2 separate regions of the Mus musculus genome follow, and region 1 is linked to region 2. A link is a contact called in public promoter capture Hi-C data. All regions are on one chromosome and are shown on one strand. The core of a region is the stretch at or near the end of the contact, and the rest is flanking DNA. Distances in the headings are between cores, read along the strand shown. Region 1 holds the start of Akap10 (A kinase (PRKA) anchor protein 10). Region 2 overlaps Arf1 (ADP-ribosylation factor 1).

Region 1 (6,584 bases), core at 2,224-4,723, 2.7 Mb after region 2:
CCAGCAAATGAAGGCAGATCTTTGATGAGCCCCTGAAAGCTGAGAACACTGTACTGACGAAGGCATTCCCCTTTTTGCTTGTGTCTTCTGGGTTTCAGAGCCATGATCTATTCAGCTGGTTGGAAGCACTGTGCCAAGTGGCCAGGTGTGCTAACTTATATTTTGGGAGCTATACTGGCTTCCCAGTGTGGAACTGTGTCTATCAATAACATTTCAAAAGAGAAAGCTGGCAGCAGTTAAACCAAAAAAAACCAAAAAAACAAAAAAAAAAAAAACCCAGGTGTGGTGACGCACGCCTTTAATTCCAAGCACCCTCATGGTGGCTCACGACAATCTTTAAACTCTAGTTCTAGAGAATCAGATGCCCTCTTCTGGCTTCCTTGGGCAAAGGCACACATATAGTGTACATACACACACAAGCAACACACCCATACATATAAAATAAAACTCAAAAGGCAGTGCTAATTCCTATGGGACAGTTCCATGTGAAAGTAGAATAAAATGACAGAGATCTAAGAGGAGCTATTCTTGTGTGTGTGTGTGTGTGTGTGTGTATGTTTCTGAGACAGGGTTTCTCTGTGTAGCCCTGGCTGTCCTGGAACTCAGACAATGAGAATTCTGTCATTCCATCCATTCCAGGATATGTATACGGAAGAGACAGACAGGCCAGACCGTCACATTCCTGTAATCCCTGTACTCAAAAGACTGAGACAGGATTGCTGTACTTTTAAGGCTAGTAATGACTTCATATCAAAATACTGATTTGAAAATTCAAAAATTAAAAAAAGACAAAACTCATGACAGTAGATTACAAAGTGCATATCTCAAAAGAAAAAATACAATAGACAGGTAAACTGGGGAAACACTAAGGTAATTCTTACAATTGTTTCCATTTTGTTGTGGTGTGTGAGTGGTTTGCCTACATCTATACATGTAGATGCCAAGTGCCAAGGAGGCCAGAGAAGAGTAGGGGAGTCCCTGGACCTGGAGTTACAGATGGTTCTAAGCTGCCATGAAGGTTCTGGGAACTAAACCCAGGTTCTGTGTAAGAACAACATAAGTTCTGAAGGGCTGAGCCACCTCCAGCCCTCTTTTCCTGATTTTAGATTTACCATTTTTAATGAAATATGATAAACCTCTAACAAGAAAGAAAATTAAATTGAAGGATCTTTATGAGGCTGTTTTCAGAGGTTGGGTGTGGTGATACATGCCTATAATCCAAATACTAAATTAGAGGAAGAAGAATGTCCACAAGGTCCCCATCTCAACAGGAAATGCTAAGGCCAGGACTACAAAGCCAGACTGTCTTGACTCCCAACCCCTCAAAAAGGTTGTTTCTAGCTCTCTTGCCACATTCAATCTCCAGAAATCATCTGGAATAATCTTTTTACTCCTTAAGTACATTTATTTATTTTGTGGGAGTGGATGTACCACACAGCACATGTGTGGAGGTCAGAGGACAACTTAATGGGAGTTACTCTTTCCCTCCACCATTGTGGGTCCTGGGGCTCTAACTCTGATGGTTAGGCTGCACAGCAAGGGTCTTTATCTGCTGAGCATCTGGCTCTAGAATAAACTTTCTAAGCAAATAATCAGATCACCCTTTATTGTAAGGTCACCTCTCTTCAAAAGCTTTACAATATATTCTCTCTGCATTTGGAATAAAACTCTCGATAATGTGGTGTCTGCCTATCTGCTTCTCTATGCCTCAGCCACAGTGGCCACCTTGCCTTTCCTAAAGGGCACCAGCTCTTTATTCCTGGTACCTCCAGTGTCTTTCCTGACCTCTCTAAAGTTACATTCTACTACTGATCCTCTAGTTTTACGTTTCAAGGTTACATACTGAATTCTTCTAACATCCAACCAAAATAGGTTTTTCTTCATAAATTAGTCTTTCATTACACATCATTCAATTTGTAAGTATATACACACTTTTTTTTTTGGCCTTATTTATTGCCTGCCTTCAGCATCAATGAGTTTCATAGGTACAGAGACTACGTCCATATAACTATTTCATGACACCCTAAGACAGTGTCTGGCAGACTGGACACTCGACAGTGTGTGTTAAATGAACAGACAGAAGTCTGTTGTTCAACTTGAATTAGTCCCATACTTAGAATGCATTCCCCCCCTTAAAAAACAAGCACCACAACACTGTCAACCTAGGTACATTAACAACTCCAGAGATATTAAGACACTTTACTGATAAAGCTTCCTATTATTTACCAGTTTCATTCATTCCCTCACCTAGCATCAACAGACAGCCTCAGTCCTATGAGGCCTTTAGGAATCATCTGATTCTCAGCTGGAAAAAAAGTGGGTTAACCGGCTGTTTCGGGTTACAGAGTTTATGAAAAAGCTATCACGTGAATACAAGTCTGATTTGGTGTTATGTTTAAAAAAAAAAAAGTCTGTCTGATACATCTTCTCAGTAAGAATGAAGAGATACAACCACCTCCACCTAAAGAGATTTGATTGATCAATTTGTGTATGTATATTTAATGAAATACCATAACCCTTTCCAGGATCAAAATCACCTTGCCTCTACTTTAAAAACTAAGTAAGCTTTTACAACTGGACATCCGAAATCTAAGTAGTTCGTTTATAGTAGCAGCAACGGTCTCAATAATTAGTAAAGTTGCTCAATCATCAAAAGCAGTAGTCTTCTGAATACGGAACTTCAGTAGTAAGAAATTTTATTTTAGGAATAACAGTGGGCCCCCTTCCGCTCTCCACCCCCGCCCCCAAAAGAGGAAACTAGAAAATAGCGCTAGTTGAAGAAATAACAGTTGCACGTGGTTTTAGGTATAACCCCCCCCCCCCAATATTCGGAAAAGTCAAGACTTCCTATAAGTAAAGGGATTTCCTTGATCTTCATCCACAGTGCGCGCGTGGATCACACACACATACAAACCTCCAGAAACCAAACACACCAGGAAAACCTTTTCTTTAGCCAACAGGTGTTAATTTCTATGGGTTTAAGCAGACACTTTTGGCCCAAAGCGACAATGCCCCTCGACCTCGCTTGAGGAGGCCACCTTCTTCCCTGCGGAGTCCCGGGCAGCACACTGCACCGCGGGTGTCGGCGCCGAGGCCGAGCGGCTCATCGAGAGCCTCGCGGCCGCCCTGACAAAACCCTTGCAGGTTTGCTGCCCCACCGCTGCCCGAGACCCGGCTCACCCCCCGCCGGCGACCCCTCGGCTACCTTTCCGCCGGAAGAAGGACATGGCGGGGCCCGGGTCGGGGCGGAGGGCGCGGGGGGAGTGTCGCGGGGAGGGCCCGGCTCCCCTCATTCAGCAGCTGGCCGGGACTTCCGGGGCCGCAGGAGCCGCTGCACTAGTCCGAAAACAGCCCCTTCTTCCGGGTGTGGGCGCTGCCGCCACCTCGGGATGCCCCGGCAGCTGCTGCCGCCATGTTATCAACAAGCCACCCGCTTAGAGTTCCGGTCCGTCCGCGCGCGGGGCTTCACGGGAGGCCCCGGCCCCGCCTCCTCCTGCGCACCTCCTCCCGCGGGGCCGGGGCGCGCGCCCGCTCAGCCCACGTGACCTGGCGTCCTCGAGTCCGCGAGCCCTTCCCCCTGGAGGCTTCGGATGACAGCGTCTCTTTGCTGAACCTCCTCCTCTTCGGGAAGCCCCCGCCAGCACTGCTGCGCAGCCTTTTCGCGGAATCTTGCTAAATGCCGCAGGCTGCTTGGCAGCTTTACCCTGCCAGGTCCCCGGGGGATGCAGGCGAGCCTGCAGGACGAGGAGCTGCTCTTATGTAGCTCCCGAAGCTCCCTCCCTCAAAGTGACCTCAGGAAGGAAGGAGAAAAAGAGTGGTAGGCTCATTTTCAGATGAAATCCCTACAGATGCTCAAAACAGAAAGAGCCAGCAACCTGAGCCTCAACAGAGGGCTATTTCTTCCGTTCTTATTCGAAAGCCACCTTCCTATAAATCTTCTGGCTTTCTTAAAGCTTACCCACCTTTAGCGCCCTGGATGGATGGCCACTATAGCTACAACTACTGTCAAAAGCGAACCAGGAACTCGTGATGCACACAGTTGCTGATTTTTATGTTGGATCAGCAAAGTCTACCTGAGACAGAAGGAAAAACAAGTGCAGAAGCGGCAACTTGCCTGATTATTCGGTGTGTTAAAACAGGAACTAAGTAAAGCCTGGAGTCTTAACCATATTATTAGAGCAGGTTAATAAGTTTGCTAGTTTTGTTTCCAAGCCTGTTTGCTAAATGATGAAAAACCATCATAGCTAAACTTATTTATAACATCGTGCACAGATACCATACTAAACCCTCCAGGTTAGTAACAGTCTTTAAACTTGCTCTTGGTATGGAGGAAACTAGGCCAGCTTTCAAGGTCACGCTGGGCAGGAACTGAAAAGGAGAGCAGGGCTGTGGTTGCCCCATGTGAGGTAATGGTGTGGAGGTCTGAGATGATTTGGAAATGAATATTACACTCTGGGCATACCCCTCCCCTATTCCCACCCACTGCCCACCCTTGAAAACCTTTCCTTGCCTAAGAATATTAAGGCAAGCCAGGGGAGGTGCTCTGGTGGTGAAAGCCTTTAACACACTTGGAAGGCAGAAAGAAGCCAGTGGATCACTGAGTCCCAGGTCAGCTTGATTTACTTAGGGAATTTTAGGCCAAGGTGAGACTGTGTCTCAAACAGATAAAAACAAAACAAGGCGTTGAACGATGGCTTAGCAATTAGGAGCACAGACAACACTTGCAAAGGATCCACAGTTAGAGTATCTACTCTGTTCTTAGGCAGAATGGGTGGTGTGTCTTACATTATTCCTTTGCCTTTCCCTTCTGGAGTTCCAGTCTTGGCAGAGACTGTTTTGTATTTGTTAACTATTGGTTAGCTGATCAGGGCAGGAGGAACACCAGACGAATGAGTGAGAAAAATCCCTTAAATGAGCAAAAAGTCAATGGGGTTGAGGGGAGGGCTCTGGCTCCATTAGGATTTCTAGAATCCTTACTCATTCTCTCAGGCTAAATAAACATAAATCAGTGTTGAGGAAGTGTTTTTCAACTCAATTTCCAATGAGGTTTATTCTTTGAGCCCCCCCTACCAGAGATTCTGGAGTTGCTTTTATTCTCTGTGAGAAATAGATTGTTACAGTCCATTTACAGATAAGAAGAAAGCAATAGGCCCCCTAGCTGGTGGCTGGTGCAGGCTTGTCACAGAACTCTAAAAAAGTTACAGGTAGTCTGCTACCCTATTGCTCATGGTCAGAAAAGGAGGAGGGGTGCTATCTCAAGCCCCAAACTATTCATTAGATAAGGTTTTGTGTCCTAAAACAATAACATGGGAAATTTGGGAAAGGGGCAAGTTCTAGCCAATGGAGACAAGAATAGAATTAGAGGGAACTTAAAACCCCTCCAGATTGGGGGGACCTTAAAAATCACTGCCTTGTACCAAAGCATTGCACCAGAAATTTTTGACTTTTCTTTTTGCTGGCATCCCTTTCTGCAGAATTGTATATTTAAAAACTGCTTCGTTTTGTTAGTTCCTTGAATAAGTTTTATTATTTCCACTATCTCTCAGACAGCTAGACATAGCAGTCAGCTAATCGAAATCATTATTTACTAAGAACTTGTGATGTACTCTCTATGTTCCTAGCACTTTACAATTAAGACTTTTCATAATCCTTCACACATACACCTCACCACCACCCCACAAGAGATCCTGCCACCATCATGTCTTGTTTATAGAGGATGGTTTGGGTTTCTTTGTAATGACCTAGGATCTCAATGGTAATACAAGATAGAGAAAGGAAGGAAGGAAGAAGGGTTGTTGGTGAAGCTGTGACTCCCACTTCAGGAAGTCTTACTGTAGTTATAACCACTCCAGACAACTTGTACCTGCTTTGGAAGACCCCAATCTGGGCAAGATATGCTCAGAACTGTAGAACTCAAAAGAAGTAGGTGAGGACACCTGATGCCCTGTTCTGGCCTCTGCATGCACACACACACACACACACACACACACACACACACACACACACTCACACACACTCACACACACACACACACACACACACACACAGAGAAGCATGTTTACCCCTAACATAGAGGTCCAGTTGTAGGTGATCAAACAAATCAGTTAAAAATAAAGTTAAAGCTCAAAGGTTGGATAAGTCCCAAGATATTTCTGTCAGCCCTTGCCCTGCTGTGTCACATGACAACAACAATTATGCACTCTTGCTTCTGAACACACAAAACACGATGCACTTAGGAATCTGAGGGAGTACTTTCCCACATAGAACTCCACCAATAAATGATGCTTGAAACCCCTCAGATCAGAGTTAAGACTACTGGATATTATGAATTGCAGTGTTATTTACTGTACTTATCAAGTTTCCTGATGCTATAGAAATACAATGTCTTCACTGTGGAAAACAAAGTGTTCAATATTTCCTACCATCATGCCACAGCATGGAAATATCAAAGTAGTGTATCTTTGGATTGTGTTGTGTTAGAACATCTGATTTTCAAATTTTCTGTTTGATTTTCTTATATATATATATATATATATATATATATATATATATATATATATGCCGTTAACAGAGAGATTCTCAAA
Region 2 (7,079 bases), core at 2,895-5,394:
AGGGCCCCAACCACTGCTTCTAGAACAGACCCAAACCCAAAGGAGCCTCCACAGAGAGAAAAGCCTAGTGGCTACAAGGGCCAATCATCACCAGAGACTCTGGGTACAGGCACTGACTGCTTGAAGCCAAGTCAAGTTGCTGTCACCTTCCCTCTTCAATCCCACACACAAGCTAAACTTGCTTTTCCGGTTCTTCTGCATTACTCACTCCATCAGCAGGCAGTGAAAACAACTTTCCCAGAGAGCCTCTTGCTGGTTTATTCTGCCTACCAAACTACCAGAGGGAGTGCCTCAGGCAGGAGGACCCACAACCACCAAGTTAGTTGGGGGTCAAGAAAGTTCATTCTTTGGGGAGGAGAGGACAATGGTTGAAGTAGCTTCTCCTCTGGCAACCACACTCCCTACACCACCCTCTGTACAGACCCTCTTCCTGGTCTCTTAAGTAAAGGCGAGAAAACACAACTGAGTCCACACCTATTCCACAATAATGAATGCAACCTGACTGGTTTAGTAGTTGAACAGGGGCCTGAGCAGCAGCCAAGCGATAGCCAGGGGAAGTCAATCATCCTTCCACAAGACTCAGAAAAGGCCAGACAACCTTCTTTAAATCGGACTGTGTAGGTTTGCCATTTTCCTCCAATTATTACCACTATTTTGAAAGAATCCCAGTAGAAAGAGAAGTTTTCTGCTCTGGGCTGCAGACTCAACAGAATGTTCTGCCCTGACTAGGACTCATACTTACTACCTGAATGAAAAATTGGTGCTGTCTTAAGAGTTCCTTTTAGGGAACTAGAAAGATGGCTCAATGGGTAAGAGTACTTGCTGCTTTTGCAAAGGACACAGTTCCATTCCCAGCACCCACATGGCAGCTTACAACTGTCCTTAACTCCATCCAGTTCCAGGGGATGTGAAGCCCTCTTCTGGCCTCTGCAGGAACTGCATACAGGGACAACACTAAAACACTGGAGCCAGAGCTACAGGAGATCTGCCTCAAAAATAAAGTTTAGCCACATCCATCAAGGGTATATTCTCAGTTATCACATTTGAGGAAACTTACCAATTTTAAAACTTTTCTTAAAGAACTTGAACACAGTATAAAACACTTTCTAACTAAAGTTTTTAGTAAAGAGTACCAGTGTTCAAAAATAAAATACATGAAAACCTGCAACTTTAAAGGGGCTTTAGTGTCATGTACAACATGACCACATGTTGACCTCTGTACACACTGCTTTTTGTACATTAACAGAGACTGAGAATGTCTGTTGCTAAAGCCGCAGGTCTTCACATGCCCCTCAGCTGAACATTCCAGGCTTCTAAGTATGTCCATGCAATCCAAGTACTGCTCTACATTTTGTCGTTATTTCATAAAATTTGCTTAAGAGTAAAATTGAATGTGCTGATACTAAGACAGGCAAGCACTCTTGGAAGGGCAAAACTGTGACTCAATCAACAGTTGCACACTGCCTCCTCGAAGCTTCTTCAGGGCAGGGGAAACACACCAGGTCTGAATTGTAGGTAGGATGATGAGTGAAATTGAAATTAGAGCATTCTTTGCAAACTTAAGGTGAAACCCCCCCCAACACACACACACAAATCAAGGTCTATACCCATACTCAAGTTAAAACTCTTAAGTTTTTGAACTACAGCAACTAAAATGCTGAACCTCATCTTTATATTGTTTCTCCATTTATTCATTTATTTATTCATTCATTCATTCATTCATTGCTTTTTTTCCGAGACAGGGTTTATCTGTGTAGCCCTGGCTGTCTGGAACTCACTCTGTAGACCAAGATGGCCTCGAACTCAGAAATCTGCCTGCCTCTGTCTCCCAAGTGCTGGGACTAAAGGTGTGCACCACCACTGCCTGTCTTCCCTTTATTTTTAAGCATTACCATTTCTTAACATAACTAGTCTCAAAAAGGTGAAACACATTCACAGCCACATTAACTCTATACATCAGCAGCTCTAAGCAAATAACTGAGCTACCATATCACCTGTAGTAGAGCTACAATAAGGAATTCATGAAACAATTTTTGAAACTTCTAAAGGCTCCAATGGGGATACATCTTGCCACATTGTTTGTGTAAATCTTCTTAAAGCAGATACCTACTGTTCTGTGTCTTGTCTTCCTCTCAGGAACAGAATCTGGACTTGTAACTGGAGTCAGGGCTTCCAGAATAATTGCACATTCTGGAGCTTCCTGCAGCACTACATGCCTACAGCACCTACCTAGGAGCCACAGAACCACACCCAAACACAGTAGTTCTCAACCTGTGGGTTTCAAGCACTTTAGGGGGTCAGGTATCAGATATCCTGCAATTCACAATAGTAACAAAATTATAGTTATGAAGTAGCAATGAAGTAATTTTATGGTTGGGGGTCACAACATGAGGAAAGGGAACAGAAGGGCAAAGCAATAGATAAGCTGAGAAACACTGTCCTAACATACACTGCTACCGTATTTCTACGTTGGCAGGAAGTACAGAGAGCCTCTACTCCATCTCACTGGAAAAACTCCAAAACTATAGATACAGAACTGGAAACAGCAGCAGAGCACTAGGTTTGCTCCCCCAAACCATAGACAAAACAAAGCAAGAAACATACACAGGCATCAACCAAGAAACACATCTAAAATGGAGAAAAGCACAGTATGACAACACAACCGTCCTGAAATCAGGGGACAAGGCTCAGCCTGGCCCTCCCTAGTGACCCTGTAGCCACTTGTTCTGTCTTCATGTCAATCGACATGATCACATGACTGCCAGCCTAGGATAAGTCTGGTGCTTCTAAGGAAGTCTCTATCCTGACTCCTTGAAAGAGCCAGGTTGGCTGTAACCCCAGACCCTAGCCCTTTACTCCTTTCCTGAACACATATATGGAGCATACAATTTGTATATAGGAGACAATTCCACCTGGCTATAAACAGATGCAACTTATTTTGGTCACAGAATGGAATTGAGGAGAAATGACCTAAGGTCATACCCTGATCTTACATCTTCAGATTCACATCCATGTTGGCTAACATGCACATTCTCTAACCATTGAGGGCTCCTGCTGAAGCAATGAGGCTGAACCTCCAAGTGGCTGTGGCTTCTCAATGGCCACCCCTGCTCCACTGGTCTTTACAGAGGGCATAGTATGCACAAAGCCATGCCAAGTATCACATACCCACATATAACACCACCATCCCTGGCCTCAGGAGAAGCAGGAGGACCCAGAAGAGCATTAATTTTTGTTGAAAGGCAAATCAAAGTAATACAGCTTTGCCAGATTATCTCTTTATGAGCTTCCCCCATGCCCAGAAAACACCACACACACACAACCCCCTGCCTGTGAGGCCAATGGATCTGGACCTGGCATACTACTAAAGGCCCACTAAAGAAAAAGGGAACTGGAACAACCAACAGCTAGTTCATGGTGCTTTCATAAAATAAGCTCTTCCTCAAACCAGCTACAATTGGCAGGGTACTGTTCTACTGAAACTCAATGTTAATGGTACATTCAGCCATACTTTGGACAAAGAGTCAAGATGGCCACTAGAGTACTTAATGAGCTTGAATAATTCAATCTTCAAAACTTGACTTTCCCTATCACCATGGTTTAAGATCTGTAATCCTAACACTACAGAAGCTGAGACAGAAGGACTGCCCTGAGTTCAGGGCCAGCCTAGGTTATAGTTTGAGATTGTCTCATGACAACAAAAACAAGGAGCTAGAGATGGCTCAGCTGTTAAGTACTGCTCTTACAGAGGACCAGAGTTCAATTCCCAGAACTTACATCAGGCTGCTTATAATGGTCTGTAATACAACTCCAGAAGGATCTGACACATCACTGCCTCCTTAAACATCTGCACTCACATATCCCTATAAAGACACACACAGACACACACATACACACACACACACTTTAAAAATTAAAAAAATATTAATACATCTTTTAAATTAAAAAACAAAAGCCTCTCGAAAAACCAAAAAACAAAACCCTTATCTCTACCTTTGGGAACTTTTATTCTGAGGGTAGAAGTGTCATGCCCCTTCTTCTGAAACCCTTGCTCTTCAGGTAGAAACAGAGGGGTAAAGTATACGGGAAGGCTGAGCTGTCACTAGGCTCCCTTCAGCTCTGGTCCTGCCCCGCCCTGCTGGAGTGAGGCAGACACACAGGACAAAGACCAAATCCCCAAGTCCACTGTCCTTGCTGAGCCTGGCACTGCTAGCCACACATCACACACTATTTCCCCTACCATCTCAATGTCAGAAAAGCTTCTCTAAGACACTATAAAAGTTTTTTCCTCTAACTTAGGTGACCGTCACCCAGTGCATTCTCTAACAATTGCCCCTATTCTCTGGGTAAGGCTCTTCCATGTTTCATATTCAGCTTTTCCATCAAAATCTCCCTCCTTCCCAAATTTCCACCCAGTTCTTCAGACCCAAACCAAGGAGACTTGCTGCCTCCACCTCCCACTACACTACAACAAGTCAATTAATCAGGTGCAAAGTGGCACCATTAATATTAGGACCCTCACATATAGTAGCTATGAGAATTATCAGGTGTCCACCATACCTTCAAATCCACTAAGTCTGCCACCCAGAAAAAAAGCCAACAGACAATCTGACATTTGCACAAGATTGAAGATTGCCATGAGCCTACCCCAAATGACATCACAGGGACACAAAGGGAAGTAACTTCTATCAAAACTCTGCTTTATTTATTGCTAGGCCTAGCCATTCCCTTGTCCCCACGAGGACAAGGGGGGTGGCTGGCTACTGAGGCACTAAGTGCCAACCATAGCAATCTCAAGGGCATCCCATCTCAAAGAAGTACTTTTTTTCTCTGAAAAATAAGGACATCTTTTGTTAAGGTACTGAAGAGAACAAAATACACTATCCTTGACTTACAAGATAGTTAAAGTTGGGTTCCTGGAAGACCTGAAACATCTGTTAACATGATGCCAAAGAAAAGTATCTTTCTGTGATCAAGCTTAGGCTATCACAGAGGGATTTTCCACCTACATGAAAACCACACAAGTGGCTAAGTGCCAGACATAATGCCTCCCTACATGATAGAGCCAAAGGGTTCCCACAGATTTCAAAATACCCTGAGGACTACAAAGCTGCTTCGGGGACCAGGGCACCCTTTCTCTAGTCTTACCCTCCCATACAGCTCCTGGCAGGGTTCCAAACTCAAGAGTACACTTACCCAGCTCAGAGCCCTCCTATCAATTGTCCTGGGCTACTAAGAGGCCTCTGGTTCCTCCCTCAAACTTACCAATCTTTTTCTATCATCTCTGCAAAAATGTCACCTTAGAGGTGACATTTCTGCCTCCTTGGGTTGGTAACACCCATACATGTTGTTTTAAGGAGGGGGTGGGTGGGTGTAATCTCTCATTGACCCTGGAGCTCACTAATTCAGCTGGAGTGGCTTACTCACAAAGTCCTGGCGATCCTCCTGTGTCTGCCTTCCTCCTGCTGGGATTAGAAGGTCTGTGTGTGAAGTGGGGATTTAACTCTGGTCCTCAAGCTTGCTTGTGCAGCAAGTATTTTACTCACGGAGCCAACTCCTTAGTTAGTTCCTTTCAAGACACACATTCACTGCAGTATAAATTACATATATTTAGCCAGGCATGGGAATCAGAGGCAGTCAGATCTCTGTGAGTTCAAGGCCAGCATAGTCTATAGAGTTTAGGATGGTTAAGATGAACACTCCAATACCATGCATAGACAGGCAGCTTTGTGCCCAATGCTGAGTAAGGCTACCACTTCCATCTTCTTCCACTACGCCCCTTACAGATACTCCTTATCAGAGGCAAAAGCAATGTTGTTTTTAAAAATTAAAAAGTTTAAAAGTTAAAACACACACGTGCACACACAACTTCAGAGAGGCTAATCCTAATGACTCAGGAAAAATCTACAGGGCCAACAACATGGAACAACATTTACGCAGTTTTAAACTATGTACAAGTTGTGCTTCTATGTAAACACTTCTACACTTTAACTGCTAGAGACTTGGGGGGGGGGGTGCACAGACCTGGGAACTGAATGAAGGTAAAGTGACAGCACAGAGGAAGCAAGGTATCCATCAAATTTAGTCCACAACTGGCAGCTTTAACCACACACTTCAGTTAATCACAATGATATGTCCAAAGTCTGATATAACTTGACATAATAGAAATGCTAAAAGCTGAAAATAACACCAATCAAAATTTCACCACCAAAGTCACTAGAAGATGGGCGTATGTAAATATAACTGGCTGGATTCAAACAAGGAAGAAGTGCATTGTTATCTACAGAAGAACAGGAAGCTTCAGAGAACACTCACAACGTCAGGCCACCTAGACTTCCTTCACTCTTCAGCACTGAGTCTCATTAAATCTAGAAACCCCTTTCTTGGCCACATGCACCTAAACTATACCAACAGAATTAAACAAAACAAAAAACTTGTTAGAGGACAACTAGAGAATCTAGGCCACAAACATTCCTGTTTCAGTATATGGTACTGCAAAAATATTTTGACAACTGATTCTGACAAAAAACAAGAAAGCTTTTGGAAAGAACTCTGGTTAAAGCATCCCTTTAACAGGTATACTTACCTTAATAAATACTAATTAGAAGACTTTTTAATTCTTTCACACACTTCTTAATTCCTGAAATGTCCAATGATAATAACCAAGTCCCACTCACACTACAGCAGTGATTCTCAGATCCTCAGATATGGGGAGCTGCTGGCCACCTGAACTTAATTGCCCCCAACAAGTCTGTAAACTATGCCTGCCTAGCATGGTGGCACAGCTGTAATCCCAGCAGGCTGTGATCTCCAGAGGGCAGGCAGGAGGATCTCAAGTTTGAGGAAAATCTGCACTACACAGTGAAACCCTTCCTGATGAACAGCACCAACAAAATATTGGCCAGCTGTCCTATTTTCTGTCAATTCTGCTCTTATCACTTAAAACTTTCCCTATTATCAAGGCCTGCAGAGAGTGCCACTGTTCCTAGTCTATTGGCTGCTGAAGGCTACCAAACTGTTACCACTGTGAGTAAAAAATCAGGACCCAGGATCAGATAAGTGTGTGGGGTTCTCATCAG

Evidence for each region. Promoter capture Hi-C pulls out the DNA fragments that hold promoters and counts their contacts.
Region 1: a promoter capture Hi-C map of liver shows a contact between it and region 2, with 6 times the contacts expected there. The contact joins the promoter of Akap10 here to the enhancer-like site in region 2. A contact is called at or near these places in 4 of 39 promoter capture datasets (hippocampal neurons, liver and pre-B cells).

The regions. Positions count from the first base shown.
Region 1 is chr11:61,926,784-61,933,367 of GRCm38.p6, forward strand. Akap10 (A kinase (PRKA) anchor protein 10) reads right to left here and starts at 3,474. Exons shown (of 15, transcript NM_019921.3): 1 at 3,206-3,474. The coding sequence starts at 3,293.
Region 2 is chr11:59,218,352-59,225,430 of GRCm38.p6, forward strand. The region is part of intron 1 of Arf1 (ADP-ribosylation factor 1); the gene reads right to left. Among named protein-coding and RNA genes, the nearest start is that of Arf1, 6.4 kb to the right of the region's middle. Within about 2 kb of position 4,145, at least 43 of the 459 cell types and tissues checked have an H3K27ac peak or open chromatin away from gene starts, as enhancers often do. A contact at or near this core is called in liver, where this site is marked.